3 separate regions of the Gossypium hirsutum genome follow, and regions 2 and 3 are each linked to region 1. The links are chromatin contacts, called in public Hi-C maps. All regions are on one chromosome and are shown on one strand. The core of a region is the stretch at or near the end of the contact, and the rest is flanking DNA. Distances in the headings are between cores, read along the strand shown.

Evidence for each region. A called contact is a pair of places that touch in the nucleus more often than the background predicts.
Region 2: a contact with region 1 is called in a Hi-C map of leaf, with 4 times the contacts expected there. The contact joins the enhancer-like site here to the promoter of LOC107954611 in region 1. A contact is called at or near these places in 3 of 34 Hi-C or Micro-C datasets (hypocotyl, leaf and petal).
Region 3: a Hi-C map of leaf shows a contact between it and region 1, with 2.1 times the contacts expected there. The contact joins the enhancer-like site here to the promoter of LOC107954611 in region 1. A contact is called at or near these places in 10 of 34 Hi-C or Micro-C datasets (callus, cotyledon, hypocotyl and 2 more).

The regions. Positions count from the first base shown.
Region 1 is chrD08:32,944,830-32,948,000 of Gossypium_hirsutum_v2.1, reverse strand. It overlaps LOC107954611 (rab GTPase-activating protein 22), which reads right to left and starts at 1,718. Exons shown (of 5, transcript XM_016890220.2): 1 at 842-1,718. The coding sequence starts at 1,005.
Region 2 is chrD08:33,020,296-33,023,466 of Gossypium_hirsutum_v2.1, reverse strand. No RefSeq gene overlaps it. Among protein-coding and RNA genes, the nearest start is that of LOC121220532, 8.0 kb to the right of the region's middle. Within about 2 kb of position 1,521, at least 7 of the 9 cell types and tissues checked have an H3K27ac peak or open chromatin away from gene starts, as enhancers often do. A contact at or near this core is called in leaf, where this site is marked.
Region 3 is chrD08:32,872,479-32,875,649 of Gossypium_hirsutum_v2.1, reverse strand. No RefSeq gene overlaps it. Among protein-coding and RNA genes, the nearest start is that of LOC121220539, 12 kb to the right of the region's middle. Within about 2 kb of position 1,604, at least 8 of the 9 cell types and tissues checked have an H3K27ac peak or open chromatin away from gene starts, as enhancers often do. A contact at or near this core is called in cotyledon, hypocotyl and leaf, where this site is marked.

The DNA of each region.
Region 1 (3,171 bases), core at 469-2,968:
AAAGATAAGATTTACGTTCGATTTTATTTTGCTTAGGAGGTTAGCCAGCCAAATTATGTAATATGATAAATATGAGATTTGACACCAGCTCCAGTATGTCTCTTATCAAAGATCAGTATAATTAGTTCCGAGAAATTTCCAAATTTTAAACTGTAAAAAATGTTTAGCAGTTGAAAGTCAGGATTTGGGTTGAAGAAAAGAGAGGAATGGACTCCTCATCTGAATATGATTCTCTCTAATTTTCCAATTTTAAAAGGGATAACTTCAAGCTGTTGATTGAAAAAGGGAGAACCATAATCTACTTTCTCATCTATTTAAAACTAGAGTATTTCTTATTCTTTTTCGAAGTCTATCAGTTTCTGTTGATTATGAGTGTTAATATTCAAATATATCAACAATAGAAAGTCATAATCATGAATAAAATCCTAGCAGATTGAAGCAGTCTAAAGGCAGCCTTAGTCAACGATAAAAAAATATGTTAAAAAAATAAGGTTGCCAAGTCACATTAACACAGATTCAAAAAAAAATAAGTAAAGCAAAGAAAATATTAGAATTTGAAATAAACAACCAAAAAATGGAGCAAAAATGACTGGAAATACTAACAAACAAGAAGCAGAAACCCTAATTAGCGAAAAGAGAAAAAGTTTTAAGGGGAGTAGAAAGAATCTAAATGAAAAAAAAAGGAAGCAAGGCAAACAAGGAAACAAATAGTTTCGAACTTATACAAAGGGGAAAGAATTGAGACAGGAGATCGGGATCTGAATCGAAAATCTAACAAGAGATTACTGAAACGAGCAAGTGTTTGAGGGAAAAAGGGAGAAGAAAGGGGACGAGGACTCACCGATCAGAGGAAGAACAAGAAACTGGGGAAGAAGAGGTAACAACGAATAGAACCGAACGCAAATGAATCCATGAAGATGATGACGATGACGATGACGAAGAGGGTGAAGGTGAAGGTGAGTTCGGAGATGAAGATGAAGTCTGACTTCTTCTAAGAGCTCTCATCTATTAGAGTTTGATTCTTATCGACTACTCTTACTACGAACCGGTACTAGGGGTTTCGGAGATTTGCTTTTACCGTTAAGCATTGAATGATCGATCAGTTCACTTTTTTTTTGGGGGGGGGAGGAGGGATTTTCTTTTTACCTAGTAGTAGTGAAGAAAATGGCGGCAAAGAGAGCGAGGCCGGCAACAGCAGTAACGGCGACGGTAGTTTTGGAGGGCGGCATGGGTACAGAGGACCAGAATCCTCCTCCGCCGCCGCCAAAGTGGTGGATTCCGGTAGGGCTGTTGTTGGCTGAGGGGAGCATGGAAGGCTTGAGGTGGAGGAAACCAAAGCAAGATGCCCGACCTACCCCTTCCTTTTAACTTCTTCCTCTTGAGTTTTTCTTTTTCTTTTTAGCTTTGTTGACTGCTTTGCTTTCTCAAATCTCAACAGCTCCTTTCTTTTATTATGTTTTCCTGATTGGGTTTTGGTTTATTCGGCCGCCCGCCCAATGAATGAATCGAGAAAGAAAGGTGTATTTGAGTTATGTGCCTATCTAGACTCGACTCCATACTACATAGCTGCTCAGAGAGAGAAGAGTTCTCAAACTGAAAGATTTGATTTCAGATTGTTTCTACTACCTACGCTAATTATTTCCGCTGTTAAGTATTGGTCCCTTCTCGCTTTCTTTATTATTTTATTATTTCTCCTTTTCTTTTTTGAATTCCATTTGTTTCCAAATGCAAATTAACCATAAAACCTTTGGGTTAAATATATTTTCATCACCGCCACAATCAATCCAAAATCTGTTTATTACTTTTATATTGCTTCTACTTCTATATTTTAATTCAAAAATTATTCCTCATAAGTCCCGCTTAATAAAATTTTTTTTATAAAAATTCCACACCAGTTTATGTTATTTTTGTTATAAATATCTTATTAAGTGGATGTTCATCATGATCAAAATAAAATTTTAATATACTTTAAATTCTAATAGTTATTAGAATTAGATCTCTACTTCTTTTATTCTTCTTATGCTTATAAATAGAGACTCTTATGAAGCATTGTAATCACCCCTTTTGATTAATAAAGTACATTATCTATTACTTTCATATTTCTTTGTTCTTTATTCTCCCCATCTCTCTCTATTTTATAATAATTTTTAGTTAAAATCCTTTTTTTTAATTAAAAATCCAAAAACTCTTATTCTTAGTAGAGATGTTCATGAGTCAGGTCGGATCAAATTTGTAACACCCCTCGCCCATCTCAATCGCTAGGTTCGAGCTACGGAATGCTACAGTCATTAACGGAGCAACTACAGACAATTAAGATTCACTTTAAAACATAAATAATGCAAACACAACCATTACAGATCATAAATAATGCTTTGAAGTTTTCCCGGAATCGTGTTAGGACCAAATTGCAACATTTTCAAAATTTTAAAACAACGTCACGACGTGACCGTCTGACTTGCCTTATTGTGCCGATGGGATTCCTTGCCATTCCATGGTCCACAACCCAAATCTCATCGCAACGATCATTGCTAGACTTCGTAACGTGAACTCTATTTTTGGCACAAAATAGACCTTTTGGTGCCTACTTCAACCAACCAAACCATTTTCCACATTTGGTGCACTTAGCACAACATTCCACCTACATAAAACATGTCATAATACATATCAAAAACCTCACAACATTATCTCAATTCAATCTATCAAACATGTCTTCATTTGAACAACAAAACATAACAATTTGCTTAATCAATTCAATATACTCATCAATACATTTTACCATTCCTTATCATCACATTTACTACCTCATTTCATACTAATCTTACCATTTAAAATGTCAAACACAAAGTGACACAAGTTACCAAAACATACATCCTCACTTTTGAACATTAACACTTCATGATTCAAACATTAACCGAGTTCAAAAAAACTATCTAACCATAGAAACTCATATAAATATAACACATGTACATACCACATAATCGAGCTTAAAACAAGCATAAGTTTACCGAGTAGATAACATGATAGTGTGAGCTTCGAGGTGACCCGATCGACGAGTTCCATAAACTGACAATCTATTAAAAAAAAGGAAAACGACTAAGTAAGCATTTTGAATGCTTAGTAAGTTCATAGGTATTAAAACGATATACTTACCTTGATTTACAATTAACATAT
Region 2 (3,171 bases), core at 272-2,771, 76 kb before region 1:
CCAGAATCGAAGTAAACGCTCAATACTCACCACTCCAGTCACTCTGAAACTGTTTTATAAACTTACCAAACTAGGTCTGAATTAATTTCTGAAATTGACCAAAACAATCCACAGCCTGAGATTTTTGGCTAATCAAATATACCTAAGTAAACCTTGCACACATATCAACAAACGACACATAATACCAGTTGTCATAGGAAGAAACAGATACAGGTCCTCAAAGATCAGAAACAACCAAAGAAAATGGATCAGTATATTCAGTAACTGAAACAGGAAATGGTAACTTATGAAACTTTCTTTGTTTTTACAAGCAGTATAAATACTATCAACAGAAATTTTATTTAAATTGATATGACAGTTATTAAGAACAGTCTTGACAACAAACGAAGACGGATGTCCAAGATGATTATGCCATAACCAAAAAACCTCACTGCTTTTAGTACGAGTCTGAAGTTCAACTTGAGCCGTAGATGGAACAGACGCGTTGGATAGAGAGAAATAATATAGCCCATTATGAATACGCCTCTTCAGCAAAACCTCCTATGTTATGCTATCCTTAATAACACATTAAGTGGGGTGAAATTTAAAAAATACACCATTGTCAGTTGTGAATTGAGATACCGACAATAAATTTTTTCGAATGGTCGGAACACACAAAACATTAGATAACCAAAGTAACCTAGAACGTGCAGACAAAACTCCCTGACCAATTGATGAAATCATAACAGGCGTACCATCACCCATTAAAAGAGAGGACTTACCTGAATATTGAACCGCATTATGCAGTACTAAAGAATCCTGACAAACATGATTACTGGTACCAGAATCAGGGTACCAAGACGAGGTGCCAACTGACCTAGGAACTGGTGAGTCAGTGTCATCACCATTAATCCCATGTGGCATGGAGTTTATATGCGAGCTGAAAATAGAAGGATCAGAATAATCAGAGGCATGAATATCACCCAATCGAGGAAGCCCAACGCACGGATTCGTCCCTGAAAACACACGAGCCAGCGGTTTAGTACTCCATAGGACTGGTATAGGACCTGACTGTAGACCAAGTGGCCTGAAAGTAGTAGCGAGATCAACCTGCACATTGTTAGAAATAGGCTCACGGGCCATTGAGGGGCGGATGGCCCATTACCATATGGAAGCCTAAAACCACAATTTAAATCTTATTATTTCCAAGATCATACGGCCCAGAATTGGGACCAAACGATGACGGCCCATAAGCTTGCGGCCTAAGCTCATGCCAATTTGAATCAGCCCACCAATTTTGACCGTAAAGCACATTTAGATTAGCACACCAATTTTGACCAGACTTATGCAAAGTCTGACCATGAGAAGAAATATTTGGTCGAGTATTTGGCTGTGGAGGCCAGCCACGAGGACCAGACTCAGCCGGATTTGATGCCGGAGCCTTAGACGGAGAGACTTTATCGCAGTGGTACCGATAAAAGTAGTGTTGGACGGTGTGACCAAATCAGGAGCAGATTTGACACTGAAGCTGTGGCTGAAAAATCCTGCCACGACCACGCGAGATTGGCTGACCACCACGCGTAGAACCATCTACTACCGACGGTGAAGAGTTTTCCACCAGATTCGCGGTGAACCAGATTCGAGGCGAACGAAACCTCCTGAATTGTCTGTATTTGCCGATTCTCACACTCGATTAGAGCGTCCACCAGACGCTGAAAAGGCAGAGGAGTCGAAGATAGAGAAGCAGAAGAAACCACGCCTTCAAACTCAGACGGGAGACCCGCAAGCAGCACTACCGTTCTCTCCGCCCCTGAGATGAAAGATCCAGATGCTTCCAGAAGAGCACATAGGCTTTTCAACTTTGCAACATACTCTCGGATCGTCATACTCTCCTTCTTGATAAAGTGAATTTCATGACGCAACCTGGACTGTTTCAGATCCGTATCGGTCGCAAACATTGCCAAAGCCGTAGTCCAAACATTAGAGGCCGATTGTACATCCATAAAAGAAGATAAAATCGTCGAGCTTACGGTGGAGAGAAGCCATAGAGTAAGGAGATTACCCTATTGTTGAAAGCTGACGCCACCGGATTAAGCACAAGAGCACCATTTGGTGCTTGTACAAACCTCGACGGTGCAGTAACAGAACCATCAAGAAAACCAAATAAATCATAACCATTGATAATTAACTGAACCTGTTACTTCCATTAAAGAAAAGTTTCTTCATCGAGCTTTACAACCTCATGCCGAGGAAAGGAATTACCAACACGATCAGCAGTAAAAACAGAGTCATCCAGTTCAACAGAGTCTGAGGCAGCAGAATGTGTAGTTGCCATGATTGTGGATCAGTTAGCGACTGGTACCATGAAGAGAAACAGGTAAACTAAAGGCTAAATGAATTCTTCTTTTCTCTCTTGAATTTAGACGGTAAAAGCTATCTAATACAAACTCAAGACAGTGTATTTATAGTCATAGAATTAACTGATTTCTTTAACTAGCTGCTAATAACCTTAGCTAATACTAACTGCCTTTCTAACTGATTCATTAACAGATAGGGATGGTGGCTGGACTAATATATCAGAGTGAAGGTAAAAATAGATGTTTTAAAACACCTAAGGAGAGTGGTCTACCTTGTGAGACAGGGGGATATCGAAATCATTTGTGCTATAAAATACGAACATCTTTTGACATTTTGTTACAAGTGTAGAATCATCGATCATAAAACACAAATGTGCAACAAAGAAGGGGTCCAAACGGAGTCAGACAAAATAGAGCTCCAGTATGGTAATTAGCTTAGAGTGCAAGTAGGGAGAACGACCCAAGGGAAATGAAACTAAAGGAATGGTGTTGAATTTTTAGATGGCAGGCAGGGGAGAAACACTGAGACAAAAGTTAACGAGGAGAGAAGTGGTGAAGAAAACGAAACCATGAGAGTAATCGAAAAAGAAAAAACTAAGATAGGAGAGAAGGAGTTTGGATCGAGCTCTCCTATAGAAAAATGACCAATCGTGGCATCCGTGATGGAGGGGGAAGAAGTCGATGTAAGAGGAAAAAAACTAAAGGAGGCAATGGGGAAAATCTCGATGATAGTCTATTTCATTTAGTGCGAAGGAAGCTCTTAGACAGTATCTCACCTTGTAAGGTGGTGGCTGGCGACCAGCCCCGCTAAGATCAATGAAGTTTCTATGTTGAA
Region 3 (3,171 bases), core at 355-2,854, 72 kb after region 1:
AAATAATAAAACTAGAAAATAATATATTTTTTAAAGTAATAAAATTTGAAAAAAAATACGAACAAAGAACTGAAATACGAACATGTTAATTTCGCCTCTGCCACAGGCACCAGCCTTTTTTTTGTATTATTTTGGTAAATAAAAAAAAATTATATTATTTTGGTTTTTTTTAATATTTTGATAAAAAAAACCCCAAATTAGACTAAATCCCACGATTGTTGAGCGGTCAAATCACCTGCTTGTTTTCATTATTGCTAGTTCAGCAGCTTTGCACACAAATTTTAAACAACCAGCTGCCACCGATTTAACTGTTTGTGCTTATAATTATCATTCAACTTAGCAGTCTGCGAGTAAAATACTTTCTCGAGAAAATTGTGATGTTGTTGAAGCATCAGTGCTCCATTTTTCCTCCAAATGGGGTTATTGATGATATCAGTCCCAAGAAACTGATTGCTTCCCATTACACAAAACCCTCTTCTTTTTTCCTGATCAGAAAATGGTCAACCTAGGAAGCACCGACACGGGGAAAATCCCCTCGTACCAGTGTCGTACTGGTGTCCGACACGGACACGCCACCGACACGGCCGGATATGTACCGGACACACCTTGAAGCGTGTCAAAAAAGGACACTCCCGGGCTTTACTTTGGCCTGAATCAGAAACGGAAAAAAAAACCCATATACAAGAATAGAACTTTAGTAAACTGATAAAAAGAACTTTAACATTTAATCGTGATAATTTATGGGATTTTTAACATACCTGTCTTCTTTGGAGCCGATTCGCTTATATGAAGATGATGATGCTGGGGTTTTTTTGCAGAGAATGAAATACAGCGGCAAAGGTAAGGACGGTAAATGAGAAGGGAAAAAAGGGGTAAATGGGGAAGAAAATAAAGGGGATATGAGTGTCTGCGTAAGAAAGAATAAAAAAATAGTTAATGTATTATATAGTTTTTTTTTTGAAACAATAATGTATTATATAGTTATAAATTTATAATGGGGTAAGAAAGTAAAAACAAATTATAGTAGTATAAAAATAGTGAAATTAAGTATAATAAAAAAATATGTGAGACCCATATAAATTAGATTTAAAATATTTTTTAAAAATTAATTTTAATTAAAAATTAATAAATATATGTGTGACCTAAATTCTTATTAAATAAAATAAGATATTGTTTACAAGACAAGTTAAATAAAATATATTTTCTTTCTGAACGATTTAATATTTATAAGTAAAATATATTTGAACATAAAGAATATATATAAATAATAAAAATATTTTATTATTGCCGTATCTTACCGTACTTGTGTTATCATTTTTTAAAAATTACTGTGTTGTAGTGTCCGTATCGTACTCGTATTAAGTATTCGTGTTCACGCTTCATAGTACTCTAACATTTATTCAAAATCAAATTTGATTCTGACATTGACATTGATTCTGTCCGAATTGAACATGATAAAGAAGTTAAAAGAAAAAATGAAAAAAAAGGGTTTTTGGATTCATCAAGCAAAATGGTTCGAAGTTCAAACAATAAGGAACTGAGTGGGGACTCAAAGTAGCCTAAAGACAGTAGGACCACCGAGGATGGGATAAGGGCAAAGCCACTGATGTAGTGGTGACTTGAAACCTTTAAAGCACAAAAAGCAAAGGATAGGGATAGGGTTCCTATACCAAAGGTTTGCCAATGTGTTTTTAATAATATCATCGTTGAATATGGGGAAGGTGGGTCAAAAAAATGGGGCTCTAGTGTTTTCATACGCATGGTAAAAGATTACAGAGGAAAAAGAAAAGAAAAGGTAAAAGAAAGAAAGAGATATGCTTAGAAAAAAAAAGTATACATATTAAAGAAGTTGAATGGTGGAAAACGTTAAGTACAAAATTGTTGCAAATGATTGAGGAGGACCATGGCTACTTTACATGGGTACCCTGCCCTTTGTTTTCTCATACAAAGGTTAAACTGGCTGTGAGAAGGAATTTTTTTTTAGAAAGTTAAAATTGAATTATAATTTTTAAAAGTTTTACTTAATTTTGAGATCGACCCTCACTTACATTAGCACCACCTTAGATTAAATGTTAGTCTTTGGTCGAGGTACTTTGGATTTGTGCCAAGGTATAACCCCAACACTTCGTTAAAAACTCTCTAAAACAATTTTAAATAATTAAAATTTTTAATTATGACCTTTATATATATATATATATGATAAAATTGATATATTGATATATAGAGAATGGATTGTATGAAATTGTGATTCCACACCATCCCTATTATTTTCTAATAGGAGAATGATAAATCATATTTTTCCTCCTTATTTTTAGCATTTTTAGTTAAATTTAAATTTTTTCAGGAATAAAAAACAGAAAATTAGGAGAAAAAATCTGTTTTGTCATTCTCCTATTAGAAAGGAATATAAATAACTTAGAATCACAGTTTCATACAATACTTTCTCTATTGATATAATGCGGGATTCTTTTATATTGATATAAAATTAACATAATTTTATATGCTTTTAAAATTTTGTTTATGATTAGATTTATTAATATAATTATATTTATCACACATGCGAATTTTTTAATTAATTTGATTTCTATATTATATTAATCTAAAATATTATTTATGTTAATATATTTAATGATTGAAAGGATTTTTTTATAAAATAAATAGTTAAATTTTTTAAAAATACTTTAAATTTAACATGAATAAAACAAATTTCACATACTCGATATTCGTCCCTAAATTGAAAAGGAAGGCATTAACAAATTTAGGGGGATAGAAATAATGCCCACCATGGGATGCTTACAACTAGGGAAAATGAGTGATGAAGATAGAGTTGTTAACGTGCTTTGACTTGTCTATAACTAGAGTAGGTACTTAACATCACAAACTCAAAGAATAGAGCGTGCCCCAGTTTTTTCTTTTCATTTTCAGCTAGTAGAAAAATTCGATTTGATTGAAAAATTAAAAAAAAATTAAAATTTGAATTATTTTAGTTGAATTAATTCGATTTTTTTCTTCTCAAATCTTTTTATTTTTCCTAAATTTTTTATTACCCACAATTTTTTCTTTTATTTTCTCCCTAAATCTTTTATTTCTCCTAAAAAATTTTACTTCCTTCAAACTCTCAAAACTTTTTTTCTTTTGCTTTCTCCGTAAAACTTTTACTTTCCTATCAAA